3 separate regions of the Mus musculus genome follow, and all the other regions are linked to region 1. A link is a contact called in public HiChIP or PLAC-seq and promoter capture Hi-C data. All regions are on one chromosome and are shown on one strand. Each heading gives the region's core, a stretch centred on a gene start, on an enhancer-like site or on the middle of the called end of the contact. The rest is flanking DNA. Distances are from core to core; before and after follow the strand shown. Region 1 overlaps Ncald (neurocalcin delta). Region 2 has its middle 23 kb from the start of Gm15942. Region 3 has its middle 86 kb from the start of Gm15942.

The links. Promoter capture Hi-C pulls out the DNA fragments that hold promoters and counts their contacts. HiChIP or PLAC-seq counts read pairs in DNA pulled down with a chosen protein or histone mark.
Region 2: a contact with region 1 is called in an H3K27ac HiChIP or PLAC-seq map of neural progenitor cells, with 4 times the contacts expected there. The contact joins two enhancer-like sites. A contact is called at or near these places in 3 of 39 promoter capture datasets (cranial neural crest, embryonic stem cells and hippocampal neurons), 1 of 484 Hi-C or Micro-C datasets (CD4 T cells), 1 of 115 datasets of contacts at active chromatin or transcription factors (neural progenitor cells) and 1 of 9 other capture datasets (embryonic stem cells).
Region 3: a promoter capture Hi-C map of neural stem cells shows a contact between it and region 1. The contact joins two enhancer-like sites. A contact is called at or near these places in 8 of 39 promoter capture datasets (the 3T3-L1 cell line, cranial neural crest, embryonic stem cells and 5 more), 3 of 484 Hi-C or Micro-C datasets (the P5424 cell line, cerebral cortex and stem cell-derived neural progenitor cells), 8 of 115 datasets of contacts at active chromatin or transcription factors (embryonic hindbrain, embryonic stem cells, fibro-adipogenic progenitors and 2 more) and 2 of 9 other capture datasets (adipose tissue and embryonic stem cells).

The regions. Positions count from the first base shown.
Region 1 is chr15:37,368,367-37,372,348 of GRCm38.p6, forward strand. Ncald (neurocalcin delta) reads right to left here. Exons shown (of 4, transcript NM_001170868.1): 3 at 3,750-3,855; 4 at 1-559. The coding sequence ends at 462. Among named protein-coding and RNA genes, the nearest start is that of 4930447A16Rik, 55 kb to the right of the region's middle. Within about 2 kb of position 1,990, at least 8 of the 459 cell types and tissues checked have an H3K27ac peak or open chromatin away from gene starts, as enhancers often do. A contact at or near this core is called in the P5424 cell line, neural progenitor cells and neural stem cells, where this site is marked.
Region 2 is chr15:37,721,716-37,725,761 of GRCm38.p6, forward strand. It overlaps a transcript of Ncald not described here. Among named protein-coding and RNA genes, the nearest start is that of Gm15942, 23 kb to the left of the region's middle. Within about 2 kb of position 1,311, at least 18 of the 459 cell types and tissues checked have an H3K27ac peak or open chromatin away from gene starts, as enhancers often do. A contact at or near this core is called in neural progenitor cells, where this site is marked.
Region 3 is chr15:37,784,763-37,788,734 of GRCm38.p6, forward strand. It overlaps a transcript of Ncald not described here. Among named protein-coding and RNA genes, the nearest start is that of Gm15942, 86 kb to the left of the region's middle. Within about 2 kb of position 2,224, at least 53 of the 459 cell types and tissues checked have an H3K27ac peak or open chromatin away from gene starts, as enhancers often do. A contact at or near this core is called in the P5424 cell line and neural stem cells, where this site is marked.

The DNA of each region.
Region 1 (3,982 bases), core at 740-3,239:
GAGGGTAACCTGTTCTTTAAAAACTTAGCCTCAGGTGTCTGCTCTAGCTCCCAGGGCATGTGTGACAACAGACCCAGGGTAGGAGTTTTGTATTTCAAACAAAGCCCCTGGAAGCTTGCAGAAGAAGCCCCGGGCTGAATGTACTTCCCTTGTCTTGCCCCTCAGGGCTTAGGTTTTAAGATAGAGACATTAGAATCAAAGGGGAAAAAAAAGATGATTAAAAAAGCCATCCACTGGGGAACACCACGAAGTCTGTGCATGCTCTCCACAAGCACGTGGGCTCTGGGCATTCACATCCACCATGAAAGAAGCAAGGGGCAAAAGTGTCACAGGAGGGCACATCTGACTGAAGAGGGCACAGTGTCACCATCAATATTGTTTGGCAAAAACAAAAACCGAAGTAAGTTTAAAAGCTAATCAGGAGGGACACAAGCAGCTGTAGCGTCCTGGGGGTGCAGGGCTCAGAACTGGCCGGCACTGCTGGGGTCACACTGCAGGAGACGCACAATGGATGGGTCGCTTTTGGCCCCTCGGATGAATTCTTCCAGGGAGAGCTTTCCTAGGAAACAAGAGGGTGAATGAGTGCCGGCCAGTGTTGGGAGCAACAGAAGCCTGTGGCTTCCTCAGTAGAGGCTGGGTAGACCATGAGGCAGGATCCCCACTTCTCTCTTAACTCAGACATCCCCCACCTGACTCAGTGCACAGGGCCGTTCAACACCACTTCCAAGACAAGATCCCAGGCTTGGGGAGGGTACTGGCTCACCCTGGCCTAAATCTCTGCCCTAGTAGCCTTTCTGCCTCTACCCACCCTGGGAAAAGAGCAGCCCCAGCTCATCTGAGTGTGCCAGGCTCTTGAGCCACTCCACACTGGTGTACTCAGGTTCACAGATAACCTGCTCCTTAGGTGGGCAGAGCAAAACTGTAGGCTCTTTTTTTTTTTTAAACCACTTTTTGAAGATAGTAGCATCTTCATCCAAAGCCAGGAGAATAAAGGAGTGTGAGCTAGACAGAGGGTGACCCACTGGTCCCTCAACCCAGGTGGCTTGAGAAAGAAGTCAGGGATTTGTTCTCTCACTGCACCACCTCCCTCCTTCCTTCCCTCCCTCCCTTTCCTTCCTTCCTTCTTTTTTATTTATTTTTTGACACGGAGCCTCACTATGTAGTCAAAGCTTCCTCATGACTCCAGATCTATTACTTTGCCCCCCCCCCCATCCTTCTGCCTAACTGTTTTCCAGTAAAGGTCCTCTGTCACTGTCATTGTGGAGATATGGGTGATGGTGGCTTTCCCCATTCCTGTACTTCCACAGTGACTCGTTAAAGTGATCCATACAATGATAAATTGGACTAGAACAGCTGGGTCCCTTTACCTAGCTCTGTCCTCTTTCCTTTCCTGGAGACTTAGCCCTGTTTGTTCTTCCAAGGACAGGCACCCGGCTGTCAGGCTCCGTGAGGCCTGTGCACTTCAGTACCACCTTAGCTGCTCTTCCAAGCTACCTCCACTGGCACTTCAGGATGAGAATGGGGGTTTGGGGGCCAAAGCTCCACTTAAACACATCAAAGTTGCAGGCACAGGCACTGGAAACCACAAGCCATGGAGCACTTAGAGCTCAACATGTACTCTCTGCCTCTTACACAGACTCCATAGTGACTTGCCTTATGTAGGGACAGACTTTTCATGGCAGAGACTAGCAGTGAAACACAAAGACTGTTGACTAACAAGACTGATGGGAGCAGGCTTTACACGAAGCCAGGTCTGCTTCTGGTGGGAAGGGACTGGGGCCTCAGAGTTGAGGCCCTGAAGCCAAGCCCTGAGCCAAAGCAGAGAGTCTCCTGGGTGTTCAACAGTCTGTCCCCCTCCTTCCCTGGCTGCTTCCATCCCCATAGCTTCCTTTATTTAAACAAATCTTGCTTTAGCAAAGCCCAGGACAGTGGTAGTCAGCTGTCCATTGGGAATGGGAACCCAGCCAGGGCCCTTCCATCTGTAGAAACATCTCCAGTGGAAAAGCCCTGGCACTGCCTGTGAGCCACACATCTGAAGGTGTCTTGTCTCTCATCCTTCAGTACTCCTCTAAGGAGGAGATTGGGTCTTAAAGCCATTATGTTCCCTAGACTATCAAAACCTGAGCTTCAACATCAGCAAGTCCATTAACTGTTAAAACAATCCCATGTTTGTTTAAACTTTGCAAAACAAACTGCTGAGAATCAAGGCTCCAGAGGGGAAACAGGATGTCAGAGGATGCCATGCAAGTTCATAGAGGAAACACAGCCAACAGATTGGCTTGCACCACACAAACCGAGATTCTCAGGGACCTGGCACCCCACGTGTGCATGCAGAAAGAGGCTTGCTCTATGCAGAGTCTTCTATAATGCATATCACAAGGGAGTGGTCCATTTTTACACCGCTGACTAGACTTGCTAAATATCAAGAGTGAAGATCTGGGGCTGGAGACATGACTCCATGGGTAAAAGTATGTGCTGCCTAAACCAGACCACCTGAATTTGATCCCTAGAATCTATATAAAGGAGAAGGGGGAAAATGGACTCCATTAAGTTGTCTTCTGACCTCCATGTATGCACCAGGTCATGTAATAATACATGTAACATTATGCACAGTAATAATAAAGAAAATAAAATTTACGTTTTAAAAGTGAGTTGGCAGGAGAAATGGCTTAGTGGTCAAGAGCACTTACTCATCGGGCAGAAGGCCAGTGTTTGATTCTCAGCACTCACATTGGGTAGATCATAACCACCTGGAGCCAGTTCAGGGAACTGTGACCTCTGTTGTGCATATATGTGGTTCGAATAAATTCACACAGGTATGCAAGGACATGCCCATAAATAGTAAATACGTGTTTGTTTAAAGAGCTGTGAAGCCTTGGACAGCATGGGTCAGCCTTGACTGAGCACTGAAGACTTGGGTACCATTTCTGGATAACATTTCAAGATTCGGCAAGAAAAATAAGGATGCTAAATTAACTTTGAATTTCAACTGAATAACAAGCAACTCCTTAGCATAAATATGTCCCAAATATTGCATGCAGACATAGATATGCCAAAAAGAAGCCATTATTTCTCAATTGCTTGGGCCTCCTGTATCCTACTTGGCAGCCTGACATGCAGAACTCCTATTTATTTACTTATTTCATAGATAAGGGTTCCTTATGTAGCCCAGGCTGCCCTCAAGCTTGTGGTTGTCCTGAGTCACCATACCAGACTTGTCTATTTTGTTTGAAGTACAACTTTCCTTTCCACTTGGCTTGCACATCTGCTAGTTACATTTTGCTTTGGGACAGCACCCTCTACTCAATAGTAACCTGCTGACCACTCACTCCAACCCTCTACTTGCTTCCCACTACTTGGGGGTTTCACTTGGACTCAGCATCTTGGAGCATGCTCATACGACCTCTCAAGCAGGTTGGGATGAAAGCTGTTGGGGTTGGTAAGAAGCATTGAGCCTTTTGACATACTCCAACTACACACTGGATCCAGCCTTCTGGGGAAGGCCTATCCTGACTCAATGGCTTCTTGGGTCCTTTTATTTCTGCTTCAGAGGAGCCATGCTATTCTGAGGAAGGAGTAGAGATAACATGGGAGGATAGAAGGGCCTAGAAAATAAGGCTTTCCCCTGAGACTGGGACCAGCTCCAGAGTCCACATGCTTCTGTTCCTTTGTGCCCAGGTGGCTCTCACAGATCACACCCATGGCTGACATCCAGCAGCCTGGCCCACACAAAGCCCTCAGCCTCTTACCATCTCTATTGGTATCCATCTGGCGGAAGATCTTTTCTGTCCTTTTCTCTGGGGTTGATTCATCTTCAGGCATTTTCATGACAGAGGAAACCATTTTGTAGATCGCCTAGGGACAGAAGCAAAGGGCAGTGATATGGAAACACAGTTCATCTCAACCGTAGCTCTTTCAAATGCTAGAGTAGAGGGAAGGTAGCTGTGCTCTGCTGGAGCTGGGCCTGTCTCAGGGCTTTTTG
Region 2 (4,046 bases), core at 61-2,560, 350 kb after region 1:
CATAGAAATCCTGTCTCAAAAAAAAATCAATAAAAGAAAAGAGGGGGAGGGATGGATTTCTATAATGAACGGATATAATGAAACAAAAATTATTGACCTTCTGAGACTTCATCTGTCTTTTTCCCTGATGTGGTCCTAATGACTATGGCTATGATTGCCCCATCAGTGTACTCAGTGAAGCCCATTGTTTATAGACTAGGGATCTAGCTTAGTGGTGGAACACTTAGCTTCCTGGTATGAGCCCCTGGCAGGTCCTAGTGTTTGGGGAGGCTATGAGACCTTTAGGGGATGGGATCTGGCTGATTGAGGTAGGTTGACAAGGGTGGACCTTGGAGTGCTACAGACCAGCTCTATTTCTAGTCTCATCTCTACTTCTGAGTCCATGAAGATGGGAAGAGCACCCACTGTAGCTGCCCATCACCCAGGGACCAAGACCCACCAAGCCTTTCAGACCTTGGTGGGTTGATGACCCCCTGAAACCATGAGCCAAACCATATTCTTCTTCCCTGAAGTTGCTTCTACCACACATTTTGGCTGTAGCAACTAGAACAGTAACTAGATGCACACACCAGGGTGCGTAGCTACCTGACCAGTGTCCTAGACTGTATAGCTCAGCTCTCGACCAACAATGCTTCGCAGTAAACAAACACAGGCATCCTCTTCTGACCACCCACTGTTGGTTGGCCAGAGTTTAGCTAGTCTTGACTGGGATCAGCTGGATGCAGGTAGCTTCCCGTTATCTATAGTGCTAGAAGCAGCATATTTCTTCACAGAAAAGGAGTACTTGGTGAGAAGCCACAAGCTCCTCTCAAGCCTACTTCCATGTCTCATAATACCCTACCGGCCACAGCAAGTCCTATGGCTGGCTCAGTAGGCCAGAGCTGGAAAAGGCGACTCTTCTGTGAAGAGGTGGCTCTGGGGCATATCTCCCATGGTGCAGCACCTCCAAACCTTGAATAAAATACTCCCCACTTAAGAAAGAAAGGACCCCAAGGACCTCCAGAGATGACCAAAGGTATTTTATTTTAATTCAGCTAACCACACAGAAATACAAAATGACTTATGTAAGCCTTGTTTGCCTTCTCAGCACTCTAAGAACAGTGGTACAAATTAAATTCAAAACTTTAAAGCTAATAAAATTCAAAACAACATTAGCAGCACGCAAACGATTCTATTGTTTCATTGAATCTAAATTGCTGTTCTCAGCTTGCATAAGGCATTGACTGTTGAGGCCCAAAGTGAGTATACTATGTGTGCCAGGGGAAGACCTGCTTCCAAATTCTCTTCTCCAACTGAAACAGCACTCTTATGTCATCTGGCATGCACACCACACAAGTGCACTGTTGTATTTAGCCTGCTTCTGGATCTCTCTCATTAGATCATGACTGGAAATGAATTCCTACTTAGCCCCCCGGCTCCTACAAGCAGGATGAGTGGGAGGGGACATAAGCATGTGTTGTATTAAGGGACATCCAGAATAAATGGACCTTTTAAAAAGGTATTCCATTGAAACCTCAAAGTATTTAAAGCTCTCATTGAGAAGTCTCAGAGAAACCAACCCCTGTTTAAGGAACACTGAGACCAGAGCTATGGTTTGAATTCAGGCTTCAAAATTAAGGCACTGAAATGTGGTGGCCAGTGGGTAGTATCAGAGCTGGGGCCTTTAAAGGGTGTGACGGTGCTTTCCCTCGAAGTGTGACTGAGACCTTGAAGCAGACTTCACAGTCCACACAGTTGCCCTTCTGCCTCTGTGAGCTCACAGTTTTCTTCCTCTCAGGGATACACTGACAAGATCCCACCATGGAACGCAAAGGCAGCCAGGACACAACCAAACCTGCTGGCATTCAGGTTTGGATCTCCCAGCCTCCCAAACTATGAGACAACAACCTTCTCTTCTTCATCAATCCTCTAGTCTGAGATATTCTGCCATAGTAGCAGCATGGATTGTGACAGCGGCTTTCACACACTTCTTTGCACACAGTGGAGACACCCAGAGCCAGCCCCATCCACGATGTGCACCTGCATCTGCCCCTCCATGTCATTCTTATGGTTTCTTGTACTCACAGTTACCCACATTTCTACAATATCAAGCTTGTTCTGGGGCTCAAGCATGCCTTTGAATGACTGTTTAAAACACAGACCAAAAGCCAGGCGGCTGTGGTACACACCTTTGATCTCAGCATTTGGGAGGCAGAGGCAGGTGGATCTCTGTGAGTTTGAGGCTAGCCTGGTCTACAAAGGGAGTTCTAGGACAGTCAGGGCAACACAGAGAAACCCAGTCTCAAAAGGAAAACAAAAACAAAAGCAAAAAAAAAAAATGCCTAGAAGACAGGAGAGCCTACTTCCTCCACCCTCTTCAACCACTTGCATTCTTGGTGGGCCTTCCTGCCAGGGCACAGGAACAGACCCAACCAACAGACTCTTCCAGGAATCTCAGTCTCCAGTGACAGAATATCAGGAAGCAAAATAGTTGCTGCTGCTTCCTCTTGAAGTGAGTCCTGGAAGACTCCCCTCAGGCCCTCAGAAGCATCCCACCTCTGTCTGAGGCCACCCTTGCAGCCCATGCACTTCCCTCAACCCCAGGAAGAGTCCCATGGCTCTTTTTGTTCCTTTTTGGCTGAAGTAGCCAGAGTTGGTTTCAGAGCCCCGACTGATAAATATTCCAACGCGAGTTTCTAAACATAAACAGTCTCAAACAAGGCAATGATTACAGGAACAAATGTAACTGTGTTTGCCTTTAGGTTCCCAAAACAGAAGTGACCTCATTCCCAAATACTGTTTATACTGCATGTTCAGCGGCTGCAGCCCTGAGTTAACTCTTTCCCTGCCATTCTGCAGCCCCAGAATCTCCCCACTGCCAGGGATCAAGGTATAGCCACAGGAGGTCGCTTTCAGAATCCTCAAAACAGAGCCAAGTGCAAGTGCTACCATGTGCAGTCCTGCTCAGTAAACCTGGTCACTCTAGTACACAATGGAGTTGCCATTTTGTACACTGAAAACACAACAAAGGTGTTTCTCGAATATACTGGTAACAATATCGATAATAGTGGCAAACACCGGTGTGCCGCTATGCACGAGGCAGTGTTCTGGGGACAGACAAGTGTTAGCTTACTAGATCCTCCCAAAGGCCCTTACTGTTTTCTGCCCAATTTCCTATGTGAAGAACGAATAGAGAGATGCTAAGTAGCTTGTCCTGTTTGCTGGTAAGCAGCAGGGGGTGGGAGGGAGAAATTAAAGCCCATGAGATCCACCAATAGTTCCTGCTTCTATCCAATCCTTGTCCTGCCTTCCACATGACAAGGACATGCCAGACCAAGGTCACCACAGGCCCTGGAGAACAGAGTCCCCGCTTTTAACCCCCACATCACCTTATGGGAAGGGAGATGATCATCAGACGGCTCTCAAGGGACACAGTTCATTCCATTCTTTCCTTGTTACCAAGGGACCTAGAAAGCCATGAAGATAAAAGCAACGACAGTATGTATTTTACTTATTTTTAGACAGAGACTCCCTGGGTGCCCTGGCTAGCCCGTAACTTGTTATTTACAGGTTGGCCTCAGACTCACAGAGATCTACCTGCCTCTGGCTAGCCTGTAACTTGTCATTTACAAGCTGGCCTCAGACCCACAGAGATGGACCTGCCCCTGCTTTGCTTTCCTTATGTTTGATGTAAAGACGCTCGTTACGACACTCAGCTTCATGGTGTGCTTTGCAGATACTGTGCGAGCACACCTCAGGTGTCCATCCAGACTTGGACCCACTAGCTGGAACTATTAACTAAGTTCACTCAGAAAGATGTCATAAAGCCCTTCCTCTTGCCACATCCGAGATGCTGCTGGAAGGTTTTTCATATGTAACATGAGAATCTTTACTGCATTTATGCTCATTTCTAAAAATAGGCCTAAAGCATCCTCCAAGAAGAGAATGGGCATGTGAGTTTAAGGGAGAAAGAGCCTCACAGCTGATACTACAGCGTCACTTAGATTGATATATAGAGATATGTATAGTTCACATAGATGCTGTAACCAATTAGTATAGAAATTAAG
Region 3 (3,972 bases), core at 974-3,473, 420 kb after region 1:
GGCTCAGCAACACCTCTGCCTCTGGATATAGAGCCTGCACAGCTGTGAGCGAATCAATGTATGTCTACTGTGTCAAGGTGCCTAGTTTGTGACAGTCGATTCCATGGACACAGGAAGCAAGGCCTGAACCCTGTGTGTCACTCATGACATCAACTTTTCAGGCAGCAGGGAGGGAAGCTCTGAGTCTTCTAAAAGCAGCCTTTTCCACATGCACAGAGGACTTCAGTCCAGTCCCAGAACGAGACCAACCTCTTTCCCCACTTCAGATGGCATGCACTTGGTGGCACTAATATCTGGTTCTCATGGAGCTTTCTTGGGCTACAAACCCCTCAAGCCATGCCTGAGTACTCAAGGGACCAGGTCCACCAGAACAACACTAGACATCAGATCACCTGGGCCTAGGGATGGTCTGCTACTGTAGAGCCAGTTAGAAGAACAAGAAATGTCCCTACTATTTCCACTGTCTGCCCAGACTCTCAGCCCAGTTCTACCGATTGTTCCCTGATCCCTGACCATTGGTGAGTCCCTCCATCTCTGGGTGCCCTGGTTCCCTTCACCCTTTACATGGGGTGGACCATGGGGCTCCAAAATGCCATGTTCTCTGCTCTGCCACCCTCCAGCCTTTCTTCTGTGTCCTTCAAGCAGTGCACTGGCTACAGCCCACTTAGCTTATGGTCAGGACAGTTTCGCCACTTGGGAGGTGCTAGGAGGTGAGAACAAGAGTGGCTAGGTACTTCCTGGACTACATAACTGCCTGCCAGGACAAAGCTGAAGAGCAGAGTTCTGTGGGCAGCACTCTGCAGCCAACCTGACTCCCAAAGTACTTCGAGAAACTGTTTTCACACTCCCCAGGCATAACACCACAAAAACACACACACACACAAACACACACACACACCTCATATACATACACACCTCATACATAACACACACCACACACACACACCACATATACCACACACATAACACCATACACATATACCATACATACACACTACACACATAACACCACACACACAAACACACACACACCTCATATACATACACACCTCATACATAACACACACCACACACACACACACACACCACATATACCACACACATAACACCATACACATATACCATACATACACACTACACACATATACTATACACACACACAAAACACACACTACACACACAGCACACAAACACACCACACACACACACTTCATACACATACACACCTCATACATAACACACACCACACACACACACACCACATATACCACACACATAATACCACACACATATACCATACATACACACTACACACACATAACACCACACACACATATACCATACACACACACAAAACACACATTACACACACAGCACACAAACACACCACACACACACATACACCATATGTACCACACACCACACCCACACACCACATGCACACACACACACAGACAGACACACGTAGACACACACATAGCCAATTCACTATCCCAACAGCTATATAAACAGCCCATTAACATAAGCTTGCTTCGTTTCTGCCACCCTTCATGGGACAAATGACAGAGTTTGCCAGACTAGATTGAATTCACACTTAGAATTCCAGGAGGTATTTCCCATGAACAACTGGTCAACCTATCTGAGGAAAATGTCTCAGATCCATGTCTACTTCTGCTCCCAAATTTAATACCACACAGGACAAAGATGACGATGTTTCAGTCCTGTGGGTGTGGGAGAAACCCCTCACACCTCTGCAGCCTTTTCTCTCCTCCCACTCCCTGTCAGGATCCTTCTGGGTGTGCGACATGGAGGCATTCTGGAAAGCAATCTGGTAGTTGCAAGAGATTGAATATAGAGTGTCAAGCGATCCAGCAGTGTCAGCTCTGAGTGCTCAGCCAAAGGAGAAACATGAACATACACTTACATGCCTATGTTAGTAGTGTGTTATGCACAAGAGCAACAGATGGGAGCCGCTGCCATGCCCAGCAACAGACAAATGGAGAGCCGGTCTGCTGTATGCAGTCAATGGAATGTACTCGGTCTTAATTAGGAAAGAAATCCCAGTATCTATCACAACATGGAGAACCTAAAGGCATTCAGTTAAGTGGAATAAATCAGTCACAAAAAGGTGAATATTAGGCACCACACCAATCACATGCTCTGACTCACGGGGCAGAAAGGAGGAAGGTGGCTGTCAGGGACTGAGGAGAGAGAAGAATGGGGAACTACTGTTAATGAGCCCAGAGCTTCAGTTCAGAAAGAGAAAAAACAGGCTGTAGAGAGGGGTGGCCAGAGACACAGTAACACAGATGTTCTCAGTGACACAAAATAGTCCACTTAAAGTGATTAAAATGGCAAACTTTATACCATTTATATATTGTCACACTTTTAATGTATTTAAGGAATACTTATTCCTCATTTAGTACACAAGCCATGTTCCTGGGACTACTTCAGCAAATCTTAAACAAAAGCTCTTTGTCCCCACCAAATGAGCTCAGCTCTTATGCTATGCCATTACTGCTGTTATGGTCCAAGCTCTTGTTGATCTGTTCCATGAATTAATTAAAAGGAAGAAGCCATGGTTGCAATAGGAAAGGTCTCCCATAGACTCATAGGTCTGCACTTGGTGAGGCAATTTTGGGAGAATCTTTAAACTTTCTCAGGTGGACCTAGCTAGAGGGAGTGGGGTAGGTCAGTGGGGGCATATTGCGCCCCCCCTGCCCCCCCACTTCCCGCTGCTTCTTATCCCAGTCTCTGTTTTCTAGCCATCATGAGGTGAACAGTCTGTGCCAGCCACTCCAGTTCCCAAAGTTTGTTCCCAAAGCACTAAGCTACAGAGAACCTTCAGAAACTAAGCAAAATATGCACTTCCTCTTTTAGAGTTACCCACAGTAGGTATTTGGTAACAGCCACAAAACGACTAACACAGGAACTCAAGCCAGTTCTGCTGCATCCTGAGAACCTAGCGCAGTGTAGAGCAGGTCCAAACTGCTCTGAATCATCCTTTGAATGCGTGGATGTGAGAAGCCCCCCCACCCCCCGCCACACACACGCACACACACAGAGAGAGAGAGAGAGAGAGAGAGAGACCTGTGTCTTCCTTTTCCCTCTTTTCTCCAACCCGGAGATGCTTTTAACTTCTCAAAGTTATGGAGTTGTCTTTTTGGAAACAGAGAATCGAGCCCTAGTAACCCCCCTTTAACCATCCTGTTCACGAGTAATACGTGTGTATATCTAAGTGCGTACATTGTGATTCTTCAGTCCCAAATTCCACTTATTATAAGCCATGTGACCTTTTTAAGTTTTTTAATTCTCCAAAGCCTGGTCCTCTCATCTGGAATGTAGATGTGCCACCAGAAGTCTACAGAACATCTGTTTCACAACCCACAATTAAAGGGCCTGTCTCCTGATGGCATCAGGTTTCTGCAAGAGAAGTAGCCTTGCTCCTCAGCCTGTGGCTCAGGAGTTAAAAGATCTAAGATGCAACAATGAGCTGGAGCGAGCCACTGTGAGCAATGTCAAGGTAGAGGCTCCCTCTTCCTGCCTGATGTACAAAACCCAGACCATGTAAAGGTTAGTGCCCCCCAGATAGCCTACAGTAAGAAGGAGCCCAAAATGCCACCAACTCCAAGAGGGCAAACCAAGATGAGCAAGAGGGCAGGTTCTGCTAACGATGCTTGAGTCACAATTCCAGTTCCAAGGGGGTCTGACTCATGTGTGTTGCATATACACACGCAGGCAAACATCCACACAAATAAAATAAAATAAAATAAAATAAAATAAAATAGAAAAATTGTCTGCGTTGGGGAGTTCCTAACACAACAGACTTGAATTCTACTTGAAATAAGGTTTTCTGGGGCTGGAGAGATGACTCAAGGGTTAAGAACCCTTGTTGCTCCTGCAGAGGACCCAGGTTTGATTCCCACGATCACATGTTATAGCTCCAGTTGCAGGAAATCCAATGCCTTCTTT